2 separate regions of the Arachis hypogaea genome follow, and region 1 is linked to region 2. The links are chromatin contacts, called in public Hi-C maps. All regions are on one chromosome and are shown on one strand. The core of a region is the stretch at or near the end of the contact, and the rest is flanking DNA. Distances in the headings are between cores, read along the strand shown. Region 1 overlaps LOC112770672 (succinate-semialdehyde dehydrogenase, mitochondrial). Region 2 holds the start of LOC112769082 (myb family transcription factor IPN2).

What was found. A called contact is a pair of places that touch in the nucleus more often than the background predicts.
Region 1: a contact with region 2 is called in a Hi-C map of leaf, with 2.0 times the contacts expected there. The contact joins the enhancer-like site here to the promoter of LOC112769082 in region 2. A contact is called at or near these places in 2 of 8 Hi-C or Micro-C datasets (both in leaf).

What each region holds. Positions count from the first base shown.
Region 1 is chr18:99,304,229-99,308,621 of arahy.Tifrunner.gnm2.J5K5, reverse strand. It overlaps LOC112770672 (succinate-semialdehyde dehydrogenase, mitochondrial), which reads left to right. Exons shown (of 20, transcript XM_025815010.3): 20 at 716-973. The coding sequence ends at 754. Among protein-coding and RNA genes, the nearest start is that of LOC112770672, 14 kb to the left of the region's middle. Within about 2 kb of position 1,826, at least 2 of the 3 cell types and tissues checked have open chromatin away from gene starts, as enhancers often do.
Region 2 is chr18:98,663,928-98,669,065 of arahy.Tifrunner.gnm2.J5K5, reverse strand. LOC112769082 (myb family transcription factor IPN2) reads left to right here and starts at 3,001. Exons shown (of 6, transcript XM_025813488.3): 1 at 3,001-3,379; 2 at 3,793-3,869; 3 at 4,080-4,137; 4 at 4,308-4,374; 5 at 4,578-4,620; 6 at 4,977-5,138. The coding sequence starts at 3,202.

The DNA.
Region 1 (4,393 bases), core at 577-3,076, 640 kb before region 2:
TTTAGTGTGGTGGTGGGCAGTTACTATTAAATATTAATGAGTAAAGTATATTTTTTTGTCCCTGGTGTTTGCGATTCTTTTATCAAAAATACCCCTAACATTTAAGTTCATTCAAATTTGTCATTAACGTTTTCGATTTGTTTCAAAACTACCCTTGGACGTTTTCAATTTTATCCCTAACATTTTAGATGGAATTAAGGCTTGGGAGTGATTTTGATGCAAATAGAAAACGTTAGGGATAAAATCGAATGAAATTAAACGTTAGAAGTATTTTTGACGTTAGGGGCAAAAAGCATATTTTACCTTTTAATATTAAGTGCTATATTGTATCTTGTTACATGTTTTCAAAATTTTATGAATGAAATATGTTAATAATAATAATAATAATAATAAAATTGTCATTGTTGTTTTATAAGCATAAAACAGTATGGTGTTTTTGTAATTAGTATTAAACATACAAGTTGATAATGAAAATGAAAGAACAAACCCATTAGTCCTTAAACTTTAATTTTCTTATATTCCTATTGCTGCTTTCAGAACCTAAAGAGTGTTGTAATTGGTGCTGATATTAGACCCTTGTTAAACATGGATGAATTTACGTCTTGTGATGTTAGTGCTTCATGAATCAAAACAATTGAAATTCTACTGAATGTGGTAAAGTCTAAACTATTACTCCTATGTATGAAGTTGAAATTTTTCCTTGCTACTTCTCCAGATCAAGTATGTGTGCCTGGGAAACATGAAGAAAGAATAAACTATAACGGGCAACTGTCAAGATAAATGCTGTGGTCTTTAGCCGCGCTCAGCGGCAGTTCAAGTGGATTTGAGGTTTTGAAGGAGGGTTTACCGTGTAATTTCTTTATTACAGTAAATGCGTGTAACTAACTGCATAGTTGTTCTGTATAAATAACTCAATAAGTGCAGGCTTGGAAAGGACATTTGGGTTGGTAAATCTTCATTTTCTTTGGCGTCATTCTTGTCTTTCCCGTCTCTTTACCTAATGTCTTTTAGAATATTACAAGTAGGTCTGGGGGCACGTGGTTCGGTGGTTGGCAATTTTTTTTCCTTTTAAATTTATAAGAATATTGTTCGTAAGAATCCAACTCCCAGGAATATCTTTTCTGGTACAGTATTATAATGGGAATAGATATTGTCATTTTTATTGATAACATAACCTTTTTTTTTTCAACAAATTCATGTAAATATACAATAAAAAAATTGTGTGGAGTGATATTATCAAAAACAAAAGTAGCAATATCACTCATGATGAGAAATGTTAAGAGGTTTAGGATTTTTTATTAATATTAGTCAATATTTTAAATTATTTTATTTCTATATTATTAGAATTCAAGAATTAATAGTTAGAGTTTAGAATTTAGTCTTTAATGTTTAGAATTTGGTTAATTGTTGGTTAAAGAAGTCAATATTGGTGGTTTAGGAAGTTAAATTAGAATTTTATTGGACCGAAGATTATATTTTTTAGTTAAGAAAAGGTTCACTAAAAATATTTTATCACATACGATACATATGCTATTTATAAATTTAGTAAAAAAATACATTTATTTTAACCAATTTGAGTTAGTCAAGTGGTTACTTGTTTGATTAAATAAGTGTGGGGGATTTGAATTTTGTTTTATATATATAGTAATTTATTAGTCTGTTAGATTGGGGAATACTGTGAGCAATAAAAAAAATATTCATTTTGTACCCATTTCTTCTTTTTACTAAAGAAATTTCCTAAATAGAATCCCTTAAGCTGGTCATTGTTCTGGGGAAGGAGAGGACTCCCTGGGTGATTAGGAAAATAGCTCTGTAATGACTAATGATACCATTTTTTTTTTGGTCTTGACTAATGATACCATTTTAAGTTTGCTTTGGCAGTTAATGATACTACTGTATATGGCCTGCCAAAAAAAAAAAAACCTTGAACGCATTTTACGGGTCAAGAAAAGCTAAAACTTGTGCCTAAATTATTTGGTGGGAAAAAAAAGAAAAGAAAACAAGTGTACATAAGTAATTGTCTTCTAGTTCACCATCTGGTTAGTTGTTTAACTAGCAATCAAATTAACTTGGATTCATCCAAATATAAAAAGCTAAAGAGATAAGTAGCCACTTGCTTGCAAGTGTCGACCATGACATCCTTATTCCTTAAAAGAAACGGAAGAGAAAAACAAAAAGTTTAAGAAAGAAGAAACGTTGAGTAAGCTCCACGTATTGGTTAAACCACGACGATCTCCCGTTAATAGACCAGTCTTTCGAATTGATTCTTTTTAGAGAAAGATTAGCAGGCTAATAATTTTGATTAATTTTAGCTAACATTTTAGATTAATATTTTATTTTTATACTATTAAAATTAAGTTTAAAGTTTAAAATTTAGAATTTAATCTTTAGTATTTATTATTAGAGTATGTATTAGTGGATTAGATTAGAAAGTAAAGTTTGTTTATTTTCTTTTAAGTCACCAAAAAAAAAAAAGATTAGAAAGTAAAGTGTATTAGGTTAATATCAGTATAAATATGTGTATATTAGATTAAGTAATACAGAAAAACACAGTTCCTTTAAATATGTGTTTGTAACTTGTATTTAGAGCCAATTTTTCCAGTTTGTAGCAGCAACTTTTTCTTTTCTTTTCGATCACCTTCTGTTGTTGTATTATATCATCAGCCCTTCCAAAAGCTTCTCTACGTCGTTCTGAGTTGAACGAACAAAACACCACCAAAATCTAACATGACATGCGCTGTCATGCACTGCTAGAATCACTGTCGCCGAAGTTGCTGCACTATCATCATCATTCTCACCACATCGTTTTCTCACTCATTTTTGGCTACCTTCCTAACGTCTTTGAGCAACTTCAACCAAACTATCGTGTTCGCTACTCTATTCCGAGTCCAAAGGACCCAAGATCGTTGTCGTCGGAGTCCTGACGCGCCAGTTGAAGTTGCGGTGGGAGAAACGATTGGAAGTCAGAATCGAAATGGGAGTTACTGCTCCCTGGGCACTAAACGCCAAGCCTGGTGTTTAGCGCAAATAATGCGGATCAATCTTCACCAAAGGAGCATCTTTAGTGGATTTGACTTCTAATTATTATATATTATTTTGTTTTAAGTATTTCTATTCCCAAATACAATCTTTGGGATTTAGTAATTATTAATTCATTTTAGTTTAAAACTAAATTAAGTTAGATTCCCTTCGCGGGGAGGGGGGGGGGGAAGGGATCTCTTCTCTCAGACCTCATTCCGCACTTTCACACTTTGGAACCTTAGTTTTCTTTCTAAATCATGAGCAACTAAACCTCATTGGTTAAGGTTAGGAGCTCTGTTTATTCCATGGATTGATACAATTACTACTCTATTTTAATTAACGTATTGATTTAGTTTTAAGGATTACTTTCGTTCTTCATCTCATGAATTTGAATATATTGGAAAATAATTCTCATTCTACATGAATTCTTGTTGATTCTTGGAAAAGTTATCACACTTGAATACTAGGTTGAAAGTAAATTTCTCCTAAACTGCTAATTATTTGGAGTTAATGGGATACGCCACATATAATCCTCTTATATTTGGGTAATTAGGATTTTTGTGGCTAATAAACTAAAATTGAACCTAATCCTCTAGTCTTTATTAAGTGACCAAGGAATTGACAGTTGATTAGGTTAGAGGAGACTAAGTCACTAAGGAATTAGGGTTTAGTTAATTATAGTTTGCCATGAAATGAATCTTGCATGCTTAAAAATAGTTGGTAAGAAATCTTAATCCGGAAGAGTAAACAACTCCGAAACCTTGACTATCATTTCACATATTTCTTACACCAATTTCACTTTTTGCTTTCCGAACTTTTAAATTTCTGTTTAATGCGTTTGACCTTCAAAACACCATTTTCTGCATACCCAACTAAGTGATTCATTTGACCATTGTTGCTTGATTCATCAATCCTCGTGTGATCGACCCTCACTCACCTGAGGTATTATTTGGTATGACCCGGTGCACTTTCTAGTTCAGTTGTGGACTTTGAATTCCGCACCAGATGTAAGGTCGGAAGACTGTTTGAACTTTGAAATTTTCATGTTCCCTCTACCACAAACCTTTGTGCTGTTTCTCCACCATCCACACTTCACTTATGGAATCGTCGTCTTGCTCATAGTTCATTAAAAAAAATTACGTCCTCTCGTGTCTAAGGGAATATTAGGATCGATCAATAATGAGTCTTTTGATTGCATTTCTTGTCAAACTACAAAACAACCATCTTTATCCTTTCATAATAATTCATCTCTTGCTTGCTCTTCTTTTGATCTTATACACTCTGATGTTTGGGAACCTGCTCCCACAATTTCTATGGGGAAGTTTGATATTTTGTTATATTTATTGATGGTCATTCACATTTTACATGGGTT
Region 2 (5,138 bases), core at 1,752-4,251:
GACGGCGGTGGTTGGACGAAGCATGTGTGGGAGTGAGGGAGGAGCTCGAGCTGGAGACGAAGAAGGAGGAGGGTTGCGTGAGTGAGAGAGTGGTAGAGTGCTTCGTTTGGATTTTGGAGAAGAGTTCACATAGTTAGGGTTCCCACAATGTACGAAACGGCGCGATTTGGTGAAGATTTTAGAAAACCGACGGATTTTGGTTCGGTTCAACTGCCGATTCTCAGCCGGTTCGACAGTTCATTAACGATTTTTGAATTTAGCAGTTATGACTTCTAATCGAATCATCTTACTCACCGGTTCACGGTTCGACCAGTTCGACCGGCCGATTCGAACCGATTTTCAAAACCTTGATAAAAACATCAAAAGCAGAGCTCAAAGAGCGAAAAAAGAGTTTGAGTAGTTGAGAAAATTTGGAGAAAAAATGATATTAAGCAAAATTGTATTAAACAAGTTACATAACGGTGTGCATGTTTATATACTTGTTGTCTAAGCTATCTATGGAATTGTATAAAATTACAGTGTTGGCCAAATGGAAAAAAAAAAAAAAAAACTTGTCCTCTAAAATTTCTATTTATAGGAAACAATTATTTGGGAGCACGGGTTAGGTGTCAAAAATTGATTGTTATTTCTTTTGGCATAAAGTAATGGTGCATTTATAATTACACATGGGTTAATGAAATAATCAAAACAATTAATTTTAAATAATTTTATGGGAATGTGCAAAATTTTCTTTATTAATTATTCTTCTTTTATATATTTTTTAATTTACTTACTCTTGTTCTGATATTGATAAGGTTATTATTAAGGGAAAAAAATCAATTAATATTATCTTTACCTTTAATAAATCATCATTATTTTGGACTAAATAAAACCACTTTTGAAAATCGATATTTGTTTTGGATCGGAGAAAGTAATTTGAGCGGAATAACCCGGTGATTTAATTTATATTTTGACTTTTTTATATTAATTATAGTGTTATGAAATAAGAGGTTTTTTTTTTTAGTTTGTTTAATTTTTGTATAGATTTTTTTATTTATTTTATACTATTTTTTTAGACAGAATTTTAATATTATGCCATAAAATTATTTATTTTAAAAATTTAAATTAATAAAAAAAATAAAATTATATCTCTAACATATAGATAACGATGAGCTTTCACTATAAAAAAATGAGCCCATAGAGATTATTATGAATCTTATAATACGCCAACAATATATAATATGCTCATTATTGTAAGGACCAATCCTAAAATAATCAGGAAGCACTACTCTGCCAAATATATACTCATATGATTGAGACACATATAAAGTCAATAATGCTTTCTATTATTACCATTGTATCTGATAGGTCATTGACGAGGTTCGTACTAATAATTATGCTAAAAAGGGTGTCGTACCACGAAATGCCCCCATGCATTATGCCATAACACATAAACAGCCAAATGTGAGATTATGTTGTCCATAATACATCAAGCAAAAATTATTGTTCAATTACATTTAACTATGGCTACTGTACTATACCTGAAATAAATTAATTAATTAAATGTTGCATAGTCCATATTTTTCCAACATCATCATTGGATGGTCTCACACTCATGATGGCCCCAAAAAGCTATATATCTATGCATACCCAATATTTTAACAATAAAGGGTATCTCTATTTAGAATGTAATTAACTATTCATGCTCAATAAAGTATCCAAGGAAGGAATGTGAGATAATGAGAGACGGAAAGAAATATATATATATATATATATATATATATATAGAGAGAGAGAGAGAGAGAGAGAGAGAGAAGGAGCGAGGTTTCTTTTGACAAAGGATGGTCTGCATGTTAGAATAGGGTTAGCTTTATTTGTGTTTTTTTTTTTAATTTTCTATAAAGAAACCAAATAATAATATTATTTGCACACTTCAAAAGTTAATTAGTACCGTAGACACTAATTATACCATACTTATATCAAATCAGATCTTACTCATCTTTTTTGTATTTTTATCCTTAAATTTTAAAAGTGTTTACTTGATTATATGCTTCGTTTTATTTAATATGTACAAACAACATTTTGAAAAAAAAAAAAAATACCATCAACACGTTCTTTCAACAATTTGGTAGATCCAGTCCATTAAGATACTTAACAACTTTTTTCATCAGAATTATTATACAAAAATATAAAAATTTCAACAAAATTTTATCCCATGAAGTTGAATGTTACAGCAATCAAATTGGCACCATTAAAAACAAACCATGAATTGTCCTTATACTAATTAAATAAGAAAAACACCCAAATAAAGTTGAAACAATATTGTTATCTTTAAGAATCATACTGACGCAGTTGTTAAATACAGCACTATTCTTTTCTTGATAAAGTTTTAGAAACTACTATTACACAAATAATATTACAATCAACATTTAACATTAAAATTAAAAAAATCTAAAACTCTTAAAAAATATTCAAAATTTAAAGTCAACAAAAATTCATTTTTATTAGTAAAATTTATACTGAATTTATTTAACAATTTAGTATAATATTAACTAAAATTGGCTCTTACAATATTAGTTTCTTATCATTACTCTTTTTTCTCTTAGCCATACCCGACCCTTGTTAACATACACTAGCAGATTCAACTTGTAAACTAAATAAGTGATGAGATAGAAAAATAGACAAAGTAGTAGTAATTGAAGAAAGAATTACTATTACTGTAATAGTTTAACAAATAATAATCTTGTAATTTAAAAGTCTAAGCACATCAAAAAGTGTACATTTATTTGATATTTATCAACAATACTACAAGACCAACAATTATTATTATTTTAAATTAATACTTAGTTAAGAATAATTTATACTTATATTTTTAAGAATTTATATACATAAAATATATAATTTATATTTATACTTATCAAAATTTGTATATATGATAAATCAAAATAATTTATATTTATATTGATTAATTACTACTAAAATTTGATGTTTAATTGAGAGAGTTGTTTTAAGAAAGATACCGTAGCTGGTCCGTTGCCATATGCTAATAGCTTTATAGCTGAGAAGGGAAAAGCCATATACATACATAGCAGATAGCACCGCCCTCTCTCCTCTCTTCTTCAAAAGCGCACCCTATTCTCTTCTCCCCTATTCTGCATATCGCATTTGTTCTTCTTGAATCTCTTGAGAGAGAGAGAGAGAAAGAAAGAGAGAAAGTAAGAGATGGAAAGAATGTTCCCTCCAAAGAAGCCCTCAACTATGAATTCCCATGACAGACCCATGTGTGTTCAAGGCGACTCGGGTCTCGTTCTCACCACTGACCCCAAACCTCGCCTCCGTTGGACCGTTGAACTCCATGAACGTTTCGTTGATGCTGTTACTCAGCTTGGTGGCCCTGACAGTACTATTCCCTTCCTCATCTCTCTTCTTCTTCTTCTTCTTCTTCTTAATTTCTGGGTACCCGTGGTATCATGGATTTTTCCTTTTTCGATGATAATTAAACGCTCGGCTCTCAAAAGAAAAAATAATTCTAAAATGCAAAACTAAATATGTAACCTTTAACTTCCTTTGTTCTGTTGTATTGGATTTCAATTTGTTTACTCCTCTCTGATCTATTAGAGAGTGGTATATTTCAATATGGTTTCGAAGATCGTCACTAACATCTACTTTTGTTGAGTTTTTCCGCAAGCTAGACAAAATAGTAGTTAAATTAAAGATATATGAAGATGTTAATTATTACATGTGTATATATTATTTGGGTATGCATAATATCAATCTTTAACAAATAGTCTTTTTATTTATTTTAATTTGCAGAGGCGACTCCTAAAACCATCATGAGGGTTATGGGTGTGAAGGGTCTCACACTTTACCACCTCAAGAGCCACCTTCAGGTTTGAATTGAATAGAAACTAAAGAATTAAATCATATAGTTTTAACATCCTTTTTTCCTTTTGCTTTTTGTTCACAACACTTTTGTTGTTACACAAACAACTACACATACTCCCGGTTCCTCAGATTTTGTCATAACATATATGTCTCTCTCTCTCTTTCTAATTTCCTTTAACTTTTTGTTATTTGTTTGTTTGCATTTTCGTATATAGAAATTTAGGCTCGGTAAGCAGCCCCACAAGGAATTCAACGATCACTCGATTAAGGATGGTATGAGAGGTGACTCACTCGATCTTCTTTCTAGGGTTCTTCCATTTTATTTATTTATTTATTTATTTATTTTTTTTTTTTTGCTCTCTTGAACATTTTATTATATGATGCGATCTTCTATAGACTTCATCATGATGATAATCTCTTTAATCTTTTTGCACTCTCATCAGCTTCGGCAATAGAACTGCAACGAAACACTGCCTCGTCTTCTGCCATGATTGGCCGCAACATGAACGAGTATGCATCACTCACGCTTCTATATATTATGCTCTTCAAGTTTCAAGTTTGAACACAAGCATGCAAAGCAAGTTTTTTTTTTTTTTTTTTTGAAGAGAATTTTCCTTTTTTTTTTGTGGGTATTGAGTTGGGGAATTCGGGTTTTCTTGTATGTGTTAAAAAAAACTATGAAACAGTAACTCACACATGGTTGATGCGATTAGGATGCAAATAGAGGTGCAGCGAAGACTCCATGAACAACTTGAGGTAAGCACAAACCAATCCTTTTTCAAATATATAAATACGTCTTAAAAATAAAATAGGTTCTCTAAAGAAAAATACCGGGTAAATAAATTATTTTTGTATCCAAAAGTTTAATCAAATTTTTATTCTTCTTCTTCTTTTTATATATTTCTTTTTTTCTTCTTCAATTAATAATTTTGATTATAGGCTAAATTACATATAACATCAGTCTTCTATAAAAAAAATGAATACATGTTTAGCAAATTAAGACATTTTGTAAAAGAGATAGACATAATTTCTTTCTTTAAAAAGATAAAATGGTGGTTTGTATTACATATATCTAGTATGGCGATTTAGGTCGACGTATATATATATGGCAGGTGCAAAAACATCTTCAGCTAAGGATTGAGGCACAAGGAAAATACATGCAAAGCATATTGGAAAAGGCGTATCAAACCCTGGCAACTGAGAACATGGGGGCGGTGGCGGCAGCGGCAACGAACATGAAGGGGATTGGAGGAGGAGCCCATGGAATCCCTGAC